Regions from separate parts of the Xenopus laevis genome. Here region 1 is linked to region 2. A link is a contact called in public Hi-C data. All regions are on one chromosome and are shown on one strand. Each heading gives the region's core, a stretch centred on a gene start, on an enhancer-like site or on the middle of the called end of the contact. The rest is flanking DNA. Distances are from core to core; before and after follow the strand shown.

Evidence for each region. A called contact is a pair of places that touch in the nucleus more often than the background predicts.
Region 1: a Hi-C map of the XTC cell line shows a contact between it and region 2, with 7 times the contacts expected there. The contact joins the enhancer-like site here to the promoter of tfap2b.L in region 2. A contact is called at or near these places in 2 of 4 Hi-C or Micro-C datasets (the XL177 cell line and the XTC cell line).

Annotation. Positions count from the first base shown.
Region 1 is chr5L:161,700,775-161,705,764 of Xenopus_laevis_v10.1, reverse strand. pkhd1.L (fibrocystin) reads left to right here. Exons shown (of 65, transcript XM_041563601.1): 36 at 1-73. Among protein-coding and RNA genes, the nearest start is that of pkhd1.L, 95 kb to the left of the region's middle. Within about 2 kb of position 3,629, at least 3 of the 7 cell types and tissues checked have an H3K27ac peak or open chromatin away from gene starts, as enhancers often do.
Region 2 is chr5L:161,137,487-161,142,303 of Xenopus_laevis_v10.1, reverse strand. tfap2b.L (transcription factor AP-2 beta L homeolog) reads right to left here and starts at 1,295. Exons shown (of 7, transcript NM_001094232.1): 1 at 1,057-1,295. The coding sequence starts at 1,083.

The DNA.
Region 1 (4,990 bases), core at 2,380-4,879, 560 kb before region 2:
GTCACGGTGGAAAGAGGTCGGATGCTTCTTCTCGACGCAAACACCAGTCTGCTGAACCTACTCCATATACAAGGTTTTCACTTTTATTATCTCTCTGCTATAATAAATATTCTAAGGCATGGAGCCAGGGTTAAGGACGAGGCCTTGAGTAAGGCAGGAAGGCTGAGGGCTAAAACCTATGATAAAAAAAAAAGAATAAAAGGCCCTGCAGTCCTCCAGCTGTTGTTATACTCCCCGCAAAGGGCCCATTTGATGATGGGGGGCCCCAGGGCAGAATTGGTCAACCCATTCTCCATGGAGTCATGTAATAAAAGTTACACTGTATGCAGTGGGCCTAGTTACCCATAGCAACCAATAATATATTTGCTTTCAAAGAGGTGACTGTTAATACTATCTGCTGAGGGTTATTAGATCCCATGCAAACTTTGCACCTCTTTCTACATTACCCCTAAAAAGCATATTCGATGATTTTCACTATACAGGCCAACCATCTAGATCTTCCATCAATAATCCAGGAAAGTAGTCAGTAGCACATACAAAGCATCATATATACTGTATATAATATATGCAGTGTTGTATGTGCTCTGTTCTAATAGCACAGCCAAATATGTGTTTGCAGATTATAAATGCCTGGTAATTACAGTGCATTGCCCATAATTGCCCCATTTATTTATTGCCTGATTCCTTGCAGGCACAAAATCATCACAAGAAAATGTTTTCTTTATCTGTGTCCGGAAGCGATGTGCATGTAGTTAAGTGGGGTTGGGGGAAAAAAAGATATTCACCCTCCATGCCTCTTTAACAATATACTGTGTTTTTTATTGTGCTTCAGTTGTGGCTGGTACCTGCAATTCTGCTGTTCTTGCTGGGCATTACGGCTGGCATTTTAGCTATTGGTATAGGGGCAATTATACATTTAGCATTTAGGGTTATTTAAAGGCAGAGGGGATGGGGTAAGTGGAGAGACTGCATTTTCTGCTTGTCTGCATCTAAGGTCATTATTGACCGATGCAGACGCTCTATATGCAACTATTGGTAATGCCCAAAGCACCAAAACGATTCAGCTCCGTAAGCAAAAGGCTTGGTTCACCTTTTAGTTCAATTGTAGTATGATATAGAATGGCTAATTTCAAGCAGCTTTTCAATTTGCCTTCATTTTCTCTTTTTTATAGTTTTTTTATTATTTGCCTTTTTCTCTCCAGCTTTCAAAAGGGGTCACTGACCCCATCTAAAAAACAAATGCTCTGTAAGGCTACAAATGTATTGTTATTGCTACTTTTTATTACTCATCTTTATATTCAGGCCTCTCCTATTCATATTCCAGTCTCTTGTCTCTAATGTGGACCATAGCAACCAGATGGCTGAAATGGCAAAATGGAGAGCTGCTGAATAAAAAGCTAAATAACCCAAAAGCCATAAATAATAAAACATGATTGCAAATTGTCTCTCTACATCATACTAAAAGTTTATTTAAAGGTTTAATGTTTGAAGAGGACTCTGCTCTTTAGAAAATGGTCCAATCAAGGTTTGAAATAAGGCCACAAGGCTAAGAATTTTCAGGTTTGTGTATGTGGGAAATTTGGCATGATCTATATGAATTGAAACTGTAATCAGTTATTACTATCAGAAATAATAATTCATAAATAGGGGCTGAAGTGCAGTTACCAACGGTAAACTACCTACCTTCCTTCATAAATACAATTAATACAGTTACCAAGCAGTAATATGATGGTGGGCACCACCCTAAAAATGACTTTTGAAGTGAAGGAACCTTTTATCCTTCTCTGATATTACTGGCAGGTTTAAAGGGGTGTTTCACCTTTAAGTTAGCATTTAATATGTTATAGAATGGCTGATTCTAAGCAACTTTTCAATTGGTCTTCATTATTTTTGTTATAGTTTTTTAAATTATTTGGCATAGTCTTCCAACTCTTTCCAGTTTTCAAATGGGGCCATTGACCCCATCTAAAAAACAAATGCTCTGTAAGGCTACAAATGTATTGTTATTGTTACTTTTTAATACTCATCTTTCTATTCAGGCCTCTCCTATTCATATTCCAGTCTCTTATTCTAATCAATGCATGGTTTCTAGGGTTAATATCAACCAAAGTGCTAAAACTGCAAACTAGAGAGTTGCTGAATAAAAATCTAAATAACTCAAAAACCACAAATAATAAAAAATGAAAACTAATTGTAAATTGTCTCAGAATATCACTCTTTACATAATACTAAAAGTTCATTTAAAAGGTAAAGAACCACTTTAATGAGGTTATAGTTGTAGATGAATTTCTGGGGATGAATATAGTGGGGTTTGGGTATCCCCCACCATGAATACCACCACCACCTCCCCTCCGTCACGTCACCCTCCCCTCCGTCACGCCACCCTCCCCTCCATCACGTCACTCTCCCCTTCATCACATCACCCTCGCCATTGTCACATCACCCTCCCCTCAGTCACATCACCCTCCCCCTGTCACATCACCCTCCCCTCAGTCACATCACCCTCCCCGTCACCCTCCCATCAGTCACGTCACCCTCCCCTCCGTCATGTAACCCTCCCCTTCGTCATATTCTCCGCCCTCCCCTCCATTGCATTCTCCTGTCTTCCCTTCCCTCCATTGCTCTCCCATTTATTGCGGTCGGGCGTGTGAGCGGGGGAGGTATGCCCTGCCGGATTGCCTAAGGTGCCTGGCCGGCCTGGCCTGGCCCTAAATACCACCATGCCTTCATTCATTGGAGATGTATTTATGAAAGGTGGGTGGGGGTTTACTTATGCATGTCCCACTTCCACCCCATCCCCTAACTTGCACATCATTAAGACTTATGGTGGGCAGTAAGGACAGTGCTACCTTGTCCCTTCCACAATGTGCTCTGATGAGATTTGTAATCCCCAGACCCTGGATTTGTAATCTCCAGGGTTTCTGTAAACAACCCATATGTAGTAACCTGAAACTTAAAGCAACCACTCCAGTACAGTAGAACCTAACCACCATATATAGCATAACACCAAGGCACATGTATACTAACCCATAGCAGCCAATAAAATAATTTTAGTCAAGTGAATAATATAAACTACCAGCTGACAGGTTGCTGATACCACCACCTGTAGCAAACGTTGCACCTACATAATCCCCTAAATGTCTGTTTGATTGCTATGGGTTACAGAACCATGCATGGATAAGACAGAACCCACCATAACGGCTAATTTGTAGCCCCCGGTAAAGGTGCCATTGTATCAATACCTGAGATGGACAGATACATCTAGAAACTGACATGGAGAAAATGAGCAGAAGCAGAGATCATCCGAGGATACGGTTTATTGGTTACACGTCGTTTATAAAATAGATTTACAGTAATGTGGGTCACCATTGATTCATCTGCTTCTGTCTCCCGGGCTGATGGCCGATGATTTGTTGATGAATCACTGAATTCTCAGCTCGGTCTTATAGGGAATAACTGGTTCCTGCTGAATATTTACTAATACTAGAAAACCCTGTAAGGTCTGAGAACAATTCAGCTTTTGTTGCTAGAGGGAAAGGCTCATTTTGCAATGTGTCTCCAGCCCTATTGTCTACAAACATGTGCGTGTATCTGCTGAAAGGATTGCTATCGATCCCCCCCTGTTTGGGCTCTTTGGCATGATAAGTGAGCAGCAAATCCTAATTTTAGTCCTTCAGAGCCTCAGGCTGCTGTACTGCATCTCTTATCAATGCATTCTTAATTTATTAACCGGCCGAAGAGGTAAAGTAGCTCCACGGATCAGCCCTGATGCATCAACATGCTCAGAGACTAATTTATTAAAAACAAAAACAACGCAAGATAAAAAAAAAAGGTTTTTGCAAATGTGTAGGAAATTTATAGTTAAACAAATAAATGGTATAGGATTTTTATTTAGGCTGGTTTATGGATCTTCTTACATGTCCATAGAGTGTTAACACCAGTGCAAAACAGGTGAATATGTAACCCTGTATGATCCTATCTACCTTACACAGAGAATATGGAGAGATTTAGGTTGCTATGGGAAGACAGCAAGTGTGTGCATCAGTGATGTCATCAACAATCTTATTGGAAAGCTTACAGCAACTCACTGCATCACCAAATATTACGGCACGGCAATGGGCATCACATTGTCCCCATTGTGGCTCCCACATAGTGATCCAGCTACATATACTCTTGTGCTACTATAAAGCATTCATTTGTGCCCTGTTCCCTGCAAGTGCCACCAGGTGCCAACCAGAACATCTGTGCTATTTGCAGTCCCACGGATATGCCCCATGATGATCAGATATGTCCCATGATTATCGGATATGCCCCATGATGATCGGATATGCCCCATGATGATCTGATATGCCCCATGATGATCAGACATGCCCCATGATGATCGGATATGCCCCATGATGATTGGATATGCCCCATGATCGGATATGACCCATGATGATCAGACATGCTCCATGATGATCGGATATGCCCCATGATCGGATATGCCCCCTGATGTAGTTATTCAAGCGGCCAAAGGGTTTTAAGACTTCCCTAGGATATTTGGAATTATTAAGTAAAATGGTAAAAGTCAGAATTTCAGGTCCAAAAAAAAACATATTTATCATATTGTAATATAAGAGCCATGAATTGTAAATGAATATTTATTTAATCCATTATTTAAGGCACTGAGGTGTTTGCTGTGCCAGCAATGTTGTAAGTGTGCCAGTTAGTGAAAAGCTGCCATGCATCTCTGAAATATTTGCAAAACTGCAGAAATATCCACAAAATGGAGAATGGATTCCACGGGCAGGTTTTTTTTTTTTGCATTTTCTCATGCCAAATGCATTTGAGTCAACGGGAGATTGTTTTTCTTTTGCTTTTTTTTATTCTAAATACTTGGAACCAATGGGTATTTTTTCTTGCATTTTCTCACACCAAATGTATTGGAGTCAATTGAAGGTTTTTTTTTTTGCATTTTCTCATGTCAAATGCATTGCATTTAATGGGCGTT
Region 2 (4,817 bases), core at 46-2,545:
CTAATAATAATAATAATAATAACGATACTACTACTTCTACTAATAATAATAATAACAATACGTTTAATAACAATGATATTAATACTACTAATAATAACAATAAGAATAAGAATAACAACAATAATATTAAAAATACTACTATTAATAATAACAATTCTACTAATAATAATAACAATAATATTAATAATAATGATAATACTACTAATAATAACAATAAGAAGAACACAAATAATAATAAAAATACTACTACTAATAATAACAATTCTACTACTGCTACTACTACTACTACTACTACTACTACTACTACTACTACTACTACTACTACTACTACTACGAAGAAGAAGAAGAAGAAGAAGAAGAAGAAGAAGAAGAAGAAGAAGAAGAAGAAGAAGAAGAAGAAGAAGAAGAAGAAGAAGAAGAAAATCTACTCCAGTTTCCAGCTAACTGTGTCACAATCAGTTTCCTAAGGAAAATTAATTTCCCATCTATTCTGTGTCCAATCGGTTTGTCACCCAAAGTGATCCAGGAATTAGAGCAAAAAAAAAAAAAAGAAAGAAAGATTTTATAGAATAAAGCCAAATAATTTAAGTGTGAAATCAAAATCCCCGTGTCATTGCAATTGTCACCGCTTTAAATAGGGAAAATATCACAGATTTTTTTTTTGAACGACAAAATCGCTTTTGTTTGAAATACATCAAAAAACAAATAAAAGAGCAAAAGAGAGGCAGAAAAAAAAATCCTGCGGATGTCGAGAAACTCCTAAAAAGAAAGAAAAACAATCTCATGGATATAAAAAAAGAAAGTAAAGTGGAAAAAACCGTGTTTAAACATAACTAGAGTCCAAACTGCCAAGGGCAATAAATAGGCAGTTTTCTTTTTTTTTTTTTATTTCCCCTCCACCTCACACCGATAATAAGAATCCAGAGGCAGCTGCAAACTCAAATTATTGCCCAAAATTACAAAAACAAAAAGCCAAAGGCGTTAAAGGGGGAAAAAAAAAAAAACCCTGGAAATTTCAGATTAAAAAAAATGAAATAAAAAATGAAGGCGACTCACCATAGCTGAATAGGTGTGGACTAACATCTGTGCGGAGGGAGAACTTGCTGCAAACGGTTAAATCAAATGAAAAGATCGGGCGACACTGCTGGAGATAATTCCAAGACTATCCATCAAAGTATGTCCCCCCAAAAATAGCAAAACCGCGTATTGTTCTCTCTGTCTAGTTTTTATGGGTTTTTTTTTATCTGCTGGTGCCTGTGAGCTCCGGCTCTTGCTCCTGTTCCACCCAAGGCGAGACACACACTGCCTGTAACTTGCCCCTTCCCTCAGTCTCTCTGCACCGCCTCACAATCATTTATATTCATGACTATTAATATTACGCGACTACTTTACAGCAACAATGGAGGAGAAATAGCGCGTGAAGCCGGAGCCCGGGGTCTCTCTGCCCCATTGTGAGTGACGTGGGGGCTTTGCTGGAGAATCACTAGATGTGATCAGACAAGGGGGCTGGGCTGGAGGAAGTCTGACTAAAACTTACCCCCCCCCCCAGTGTCAATTAAACTTGCAGAGCAAACAGTGTGTGTGTGTGTGTCATTCTGTTATATGTGTGTGTGTCATACTGCTGTGTGTGTCTGTGTGTATATGTGCTACACTGTTATATGTGTATTTGTGTGTCTGTGCCATACTGCTGTGTATGTGTGTGTGTCTATGTGCCACACTACTGTGTGTATTTGTGTGTATCTGCTACACTGCTGTGTGTATCTGTGTGTATCTGCTTCACTGCTGTGTGTATTTGTGTGTATGTGTCATACAGCTATGTGTGTGTGTGTCTATGTGCCACACTACTGTGTGTATTTGTGTGTATCTGCTACACTGCTGTGTGTGTCACACTGTTATGTGTGTGTGTGTGTATGTGTGTATGTGCTACACTACTGTGTGTATTTTTATGTATGTGCCACACTGTTACGTGTATGCAGGGCAGCCATCAGGGGGGGACAGGGGGGAGAGTTGTAGGGGGCCCCAAGGGTAAGGGGGCCCCGGCCACGCCAGACTTACTTGATTAGCCGGCCCCCCCACCTTTCTGAGAGCTGCTGACTTCGGGAAGGCATGGACGTTTAAGGGGCCCTGGCCACCAATTTTCTTATAATGTGGGTGGGAGGGAGGGGGCCCTGGCCACCAATTTTGGCCACCAATTTTTTTTTCTCATGTGGGGTGCTAGCCACCAATATCTTTTAATGGGGGGGGGGCCTGGACACAAATGTTTTTTTATGGGGGGCCCTGACCACCAATATCTTTTTATTTTTTACTAACATGTGGGAACCCTAGCCACCAATATTTTTATTGTTTTTTTACTGTGTGGTGGGGAGGGTGGACCTGTAGGTGGGGCTTGCAGTGGGCACAGCCCAGGGGGCCCAGGAAATTTTGTCGTATGGGGCCCTGCGATTTCTGATGGCGGTCCTGCGTGTATGTATGTGCCACACTGCTGTGTGTATTTGTGTGTATGTGTCACACTGCTGTGTGTATTTGTGTGTATGTGTCACACTGCTGTGAGTGTGTGTCTCTGTGTCACACTACTGTGTGTATTTGTGTGTATGTGTCACACTGTTATGTGTGTATATTTGTGTGTATGTGTCACAGTGTTATGTGTGTGGGATTAAGGAATCACTACAACCCCAGAGCTCGCAGCGAAATAAAACGATTTCCTCGTGCTGCACTTAATTAGACATTGACAATGGCCCCTGGTGATTAATGCGAGACTTTTGCAAACAAATAAACAAATGATTTCACCTCCACTTCTTTTTTTTTAATCGTCTACAACTCGCCCATTGCGTTTAAACGCCGCGTAGATTTAATGCGCCAAAATATTTTAGTTTTCCGCCGCATTATAAGTTCTGATAGGAATCGCGCAGGGACTTTGTGTAGAAAGTGAATTTCTAGTTTTTCTGTAAAAAAAAAAAAAAAGCCAAGGGCAATAGAAAGAATTCTTTTGATGTCTTGTGAGCAAGAAATACCAAAGTAGCTGCTGTCTCCCCCCCCGACCCTTTCATACTCCACAAATGTCACGTTTTCTTTAACCCTTTATTTGGGGACGAGAAATGTGTTGACTGTAAATAAACAAGCGACAAGGACAAATCAGTGCGACCCGATCTGCTTTCGATTTAGATTTAGATTGTGAGGCGCTGAACCCACGAGTTTTAAGAGATATTATAAGGGGTAGTTGGGAGAGGAATTCAATGTAACTCACACTTCAAAAACGAGGTCAGTGTAGAGCAAATAAGAATAAATGACACAACTATATATAAATATAAATATTCTCCACTTATACAGGAGGATCGGACCTTAATGTTCTACGCGAATTCACTAAACACCCAACTGCCCCTCTTTCTGCCGATAATCCCCAATCACTTCTGATATTCACATGTTCAATATATTATTTAGCTGCCGCCGGCTGCCCATATCCCTGAGTCTTCTACTGAATATTTGTTACTCATCTATTGTAACTTTCTATTTCATTATCTTTCACTTGTGTTCTCCATTATGCACTGACATACTACTAACTGGCACTATGTATATGCGATATAGGGACAAAATGTCATCAATATATCGTTACACCAAGTTTACATGAAATATTGTTAGACAATAGCTGATACTCTGATCTATCTATCTATCTATCTATCTATCTATCTATCTATCTATCTATCTATCTATCCATCCATCTATATCTTTCTTTCTTTCTCTTTCTTTCTTTCTTTCTTTCTTTCTTTCTTTCTTTCTTTCTTTCTTTCTTTCTTTCTTTCTTTCTTTCTTTCTTTCTTTCTTTCTTCCTTTCTCTCTTTCTCTCTTTCCATCCATTATCTCTCTCTCTTTCCATCCATTATCTCTCTCTCTCTCTCTCTCTCTCTCTCTCTCTCTCTCTCTCTCTCTCTCTCTCTCTCTCTATCCATACATCCATTATCAAATCAAATGAGCTTTATTGGCAGGACCAAAATCTATCCCTCTCTTTCTCTCCATCCATCCATTATCTATCTATCTATCTATCTATCTATCTATCTATCTATCTATCTATCTATCTATCTATCTATCTATCCATCCACCCCCCTCTCTCTCTCTCTGTATCTATCTATCTATCTATCTATCTATCTATCTATCTATCTATCTATCTATCTATCTATCTATCTATCTATCTATCCATCCATCCCCTCTCTCTCTCTCTCTCTCTCTCTCTCTCTCTCTCTCTCTCTCTCTATATCATATCCAAAACTATGTATTAATGTATTATAATAGCCCATGTTATTTACATGTCACTCCTAGATCACTATTAAATATTAACCAAAACCCCCCCCCCCCAGGTAGAGTAGCTGGAGGAACTGATTGACCTCTGATTATTTTGGCTCTGAAAAGCCTCTCAATTTAACAGTTCATCTCTGCAGCCCCCCAACCCCAAGATCTAAACACAGACACATTGTTACAAAGCAGAAGACCCTCTGTCACTTCAGCCCCCTCCCCTGGAAGCCTCTGTCTATAGTACAAGTTCTGTAAATGTTATAGAAAGTTATCTCTCCCCCTCTAAACTAAATGTCACCCACAGCCTCAGTGACAGAGTTCATTGCACCAGTGCAGATTTTGGAAGGCAACTAAACAAATAACTATCTTGGGATATTTGGGTTTAATGGTTGAACACTTGCAATTGCGTCAAGACCAATGGTCTTAAATCCTCCCATCATAAATACATCAATAAACAAACAAAATCCGAAAAAAAATGAAAATAAAATCCAAATTTGCTTGAGTGAAGAAGAAATGGCCAACACGAGAGGGAA